Regions from separate parts of the Mus musculus genome. Here region 2 is linked to region 1. A link is a contact called in public HiChIP or PLAC-seq data. All regions are on one chromosome and are shown on one strand. Each heading gives the region's core, a stretch centred on a gene start, on an enhancer-like site or on the middle of the called end of the contact. The rest is flanking DNA. Distances are from core to core; before and after follow the strand shown. Region 1 overlaps Fank1 (fibronectin type 3 and ankyrin repeat domains 1). Region 2 has its middle 19 kb from the start of Clrn3.

The links. HiChIP or PLAC-seq counts read pairs in DNA pulled down with a chosen protein or histone mark.
Region 2: a contact with region 1 is called in a FOXA1 HiChIP or PLAC-seq map of pancreatic cancer cells. The contact joins two enhancer-like sites. A contact is called at or near these places in 1 of 484 Hi-C or Micro-C datasets (the HL-1 cell line) and 1 of 115 datasets of contacts at active chromatin or transcription factors (pancreatic cancer cells).

The regions. Positions count from the first base shown.
Region 1 is chr7:133,798,873-133,801,414 of GRCm38.p6, reverse strand. The region is part of intron 1 of Fank1 (fibronectin type 3 and ankyrin repeat domains 1); the gene reads right to left. Among named protein-coding and RNA genes, the nearest start is that of Fank1, 23 kb to the right of the region's middle. Within about 2 kb of position 1,269, at least 9 of the 459 cell types and tissues checked have an H3K27ac peak or open chromatin away from gene starts, as enhancers often do. A contact at or near this core is called in the HL-1 cell line and pancreatic cancer cells, where this site is marked.
Region 2 is chr7:135,508,204-135,510,745 of GRCm38.p6, reverse strand. No RefSeq gene overlaps it. Among named protein-coding and RNA genes, the nearest start is that of Clrn3, 19 kb to the left of the region's middle. Within about 2 kb of position 1,280, at least 63 of the 459 cell types and tissues checked have an H3K27ac peak or open chromatin away from gene starts, as enhancers often do. A contact at or near this core is called in the HL-1 cell line and pancreatic cancer cells, where this site is marked.

The DNA.
Region 1 (2,542 bases), core at 20-2,519:
CTGAGCCAAATTTCCCCCTTTATACCACAATGTTTCAATATTTTGCTCCAGTACTGATTATAGTATTAGAAAGCTATTCTCTTATCATAACACTGTAATACAATGCATACAATACAATGCATACAATAATGACTATGTTTGATGCACACACAGTTGGGAATCTCAGCACTCAGGAGCTAGAGGTAAAAGGACCAGAAGTTCAAAGTCATCATGGTTCTATGAGTTCAAGGCCAGCCTTGGCTACATAAAACCCCATCTTGATAAATTCATTTTTAAAAGAACATTAAGTTTAGTCAATCTTTTAAATTTCAGAACTTTCTGATTGTTATAGTCACAAATAAGGAATCTGGAATAAGCAGTCACAAAAGCATTGATACTGAGAGGACAAATCTTTTACGTTCAGACTCCATTTTAGACCTGACCTAAGTCTGAACTCACGTAAACCTAGCCTTAGTTTCCTAGATGCCCTCCAACAAAACCTGAGCCTAGCTCCAGTCTCTGGGCTAATTCCCAACAAGACCAGCGCCCCCAGGTTATTCCCCCAACAAACCTGTACCCCGCCCCCAGGTTACAAGCCCACCCCCTGCCTAACCACCACCAATGTAGAGGGGAACAGAAATTAATTTTATGATATGACTCCCAGCACCAGCCAATTATGTTAAAGGGCACAGTAGCTTTCCAGTTAGATGCTTGCACACTCGCCCCCCAGCCCCCAGTTGCTGCTTACTATAAAGCCTTGCCCCAATAGACATTCAGGGATCCCCTACCACCAAAACAGTCCCATGTGACAGTGGTGTCCTGAGGGGTGGGAGTGGGGGGGCAGCTAGCTCAAATAGAATAAAGACCCTGCTGTGAGTTGCATCAGCTCAGCTCCTGTCTGTTTTTTTGGGGAGATCACTAACACTTCCCTAGCAGTACAATATAATTTCAGAAGTAAAATCACCTACCTTTTGGGGATGGTTTTAAAAAGTTAGCTCAGGTGTTAGAGAGACAGCTTGGGTTAAACACAGCTGTTTTTGCAGAGGACCCAAGTTTGGTTCCCATCACCCATACATGGTGGCTTAAAACCATATATAACTCCAGCTCTAGGGGATCTGATGCCCTCTTCCAACCCCTGCAGGCACACACATAGTGCACAGACATACATGCAGGCAAAAGACATAAAACAAAACTAAAAGAAAAAATTGTTTGCTGTCTCAGACACAAGGATGAAAGAAAACTATGGATGAAAACAGTTCTCTAGAAGCTATGGTGGTTGGTTGGCTGGGCTCGCATCTGTGACTCACCTCTGAGACATCTGCTGTCTGCAAACCCCAGCTCCTGTTTATAGTGGCCTAGCAGAGTAGCCCCTTCCCTCCGGGTGGGTTAGTCTCTGTGTTACCTTTCACCCAACCACAAGGGATTCCTTCCCTTCTCCCTGGGCGCTTTTCTCCATCCCAGCCAGGTCAAAGGGGAATTGAGGTAAAGGGGACCCTCGCCCCCGGATCATGTGTAAGCTTTAAATGCTCCCCTGGGCTGTGATGGCCAGCTCTTATGAAGGTGTCCTGTAGCAACTCATCGTCTTCCATGGGCTGAGATTTAAAGTGTAACTCTCAAGATCTCTGTTTCACACCATACCTGGAAATCCCTTCAAAGTGTCTCGTCCATTCACCTCTCTTCTAAGAAGACTCACTATTCTGGGGATCTTCAGTTGTCTTCACTTTTATTTTTCTCAGACTCTACTCCGGGATTTCTTCTACCCGTGTGGGGAGGAACATAACAGGATACAGAGAGGGCAAGACACTGTGAAGACCCACGTCCTAATCACCCATGGTATTTTGAGCCTCAGTTCAAGAGCTAGGCATGTTTCTGTGCATGTTTTAAGGACTGGTTGGGGCATATAACACCCTGAGTGTTTTATAAGGGCGACAAAGATATTAAAACATTTAACATGTGAGATAAGGAGATGCCCCTGGGGGTAAAGTGCTTGCAGCTCAGATGTTAAGGATCAGAGTTCAAATTTCTAGAACTTGAATAACAGCCCATATTCCTGAGACAAGATGGGAGGAGGAGACTGGAGAAGAGTCCCAGGAAGCTCAAGGGACAGGCTTATACTTGGAGTTTTAATGGCAGATGAGAAAGCCTGCTTCCAACAAGTTGGAAGGTGAAGACTATAACCGAGGTCATCCTCTAACGAACACATACACTGTGACCACACACTCTGTGGCAAGCGCTACTCACACTCATACACACAAACACTCCACACATATACACATGCATGCACAAAGAATTTCTTTAAATTAGGTACCATGGGCACATGAGATAACTGCATTGCCATCAAGAGCAAGAACAACTATCACCTCTCTCTACAGCTTTGCCATCCCCAACTAAAACTATGCTGATAACAGTCAAATCGGAGGGGTAGGTAAGGGCCCTTAGTGCACTCACTTAAGGACCCAAATCCACACCCCCTACACCTTTATGTAAGAAGCCAGGGGTGGTAGGCCTGCCTGGGCTGTGGATGGGAGCAGAGACAGAAGGACAGATGGCTGGGACTTCCAGG
Region 2 (2,542 bases), core at 31-2,530, 1.7 Mb before region 1:
GCCATGTGTGAAAGCTGACCCCTCATGCAGCTGGAGAAATGTGTGATCGCTCAGGAGTCTCAGCTCTCTCAGTACTTGGATGTCTGGCTATCGCAACTACATTAATGAGTAGCTTTGCCATCTCACTGCCAACTGTGGGAAGTGGCAGAGTCCGAGGTGTTGCCACTCCCTTAGCTCCTTACTCACAAGAAAGACATGAGTGAGTAACAGGAGGGGCAACCATGGATAACAGGCACCAAACAGGGAATCCTTGGAGCCAGGCTTCCGGGAGTCACCAAAGAGACGAAAGAGCAGCAATAGTGTCACACCCTGGCCTGGTGAGAAGGACCTGAGAGCTCATGCCAAGGGCCGTGCTCCATCCCCGGAACTGGGAGTCTGTAGTTTGTGTGGAAGGAGAGAAAGACACCAACATGGTCGCTGTTGGATTCCGCAGGCTACACAGGTCCCTCAGTTCTGTATGGGAACAGGCAACACACAGAAAACCTAAGCTTAGCAGCAGAACTGAAAACAGCTCTTAGGCTCTTCCACGCACATGTGACCTAGTGCTGCGAACAGTCATTGACACAACTACCAAGCTCCTGGTTTCTGTCCAAGAGGATGTGTGGCATTCCTGATGAACTTTTACACATAGACCAGGATGCCATGCTCTGTTCTATCCTGTTTGTACATCTCCTTCATTCAGCTTCTTCAGGCAAAGATACCCATTTGTCTTAGTGAGCCTTTAGGTGGACTTGGATGCTCACTCATCTGAGCTGGAAGGGGGTCTCTCCTACAGAGTACCCTATACACCCAGCAAAGGAGGAAGGAGGTATTTATAGCAGGCTCCACACTGCCAAGATTCATTCTGATGTTAAATGTTTATTAAAAGGAAGGAGACATGCTCCATATTTTCTAGCCAGTCATTGTCATTGTCACTCTTGAAGACTTCCCTCCTGCTTGTTAATCCTTTCCTGTTAAGCAGAACACATATCTCTGGCTGCCTTGGCCCCTAGTGGACTGGCCACCTGTCTGCTTCTCTTGAGACACAGCTGCTTGGACTAATATGGGTCTCAGGTAGATCACTGTGCTGTCCCTGGAGTCCCCTTCCTCAGTCAATGCCACACCCATGGCTCTCACTGTTTCCCAGATGCACACTGTATGCTCACCTAAACACTGCACACCGGAGATCCTATGGAGGGAGACCTGGCAGCAAAGGTACACACGGCTTTCTTGTCAGCCCCGTTTATAGTAGAGCCACTGTGAGTCAGGCTGGCTTGGCTGGGTATGGGTTGTCCCACAGTGAGCAAGAGGCTGAGCAGAATTATGAGTCATGCTCTCAGAGAAGCTGACAGTGGCCCCATGTGTGTATACAGTGGCTGTAAAAGTCAGAACTACATGTCCAGGACTAGACTTTGGACTCTACTCAGCTAACCCAGGCACATGTCATTTTAGTTACTGAGTGTGCTAGATTCTTACAATGTTGATATGGGTAGACATTCATCTTTTGATTAGAACTATAACCAGTTTCATTGGCGTGCAAACTGCACGTTTTCTTCCCTGGTTTCACAAAGAGGTCCTGGGTTTAAACTAGATTCACTTTTTCATGATGCCGTCATAGTGGTACCTAGAGATTATTCTGCTGGTGGCCATTGGTATGGCGGAGAGAGCAAATGCTGTGTGTCAGAAACTCAGGTCCAGTGGTTCCTCTGCAAGCAAGAGTTCACAGAGCAGTCACAGCACAGAGGACGCAGAGACTGGAGAGGAGTAAGGAAGAGGACAGTCAATGCCGTGCTTACGGAGCAGTGGACAGGGAGTCCATATGACAGGCGACAGGCAGAATGGAACTATGGGAGCCATGGGAGCTCTCAAGGGCTTCCTACACAGATGTAAATGAATAGTGGCCCAGAGACAGGGAGCTTTGGCTCTGCTGCCAGCTCTGACCTCAAACAAGGCTGACAGCAGCTTTGAAAATGATCTGCTGCAGACAAAGGGGCAGGCGAAACTGTGGTTTGCTTCTATCTGCTTCCTCATTTGAGAAATAAGATGAGTAAAGAGGCAGAAATGCTGGGATGCTTAAAGGTGTTTTTATTCTTTTTAATTTTATTGAGTTTATTCTTTTAAACATTCCCATGTAAAATGAATAAATTAACTAACTAATGGAGAAAGCCTGTGTAAAATGAATGAATGAATGAATAAATAAATAAATAAATAAATGGTGAAAAATCATATAAACATTAACTCTAACAGTGTCCAGTTCCCAAGAGTGTGGGTCATGAGGAACACTATAGAGAACTCCCCTGAAATCATTTTTGTGAACATTATTATTTTACAAACTTTTATATCAGTTGTTACATGGGGATTTTATATTTCTGGAGAGTTCTGTAGAAATACTCGTTTTTAGCATTCACTTGGCAAAATACATTGAGTGGGTGATGGGGATGGATATTATGATGGTGGTGATGAGCTAGAAAGGCTCCTCTGGACATGTTTCCCAGCTGAACTCCAACCAAGCTAACAAACACATTACCACCACCTCAATGTCATGGCTGAAGCAGTGCTCTCA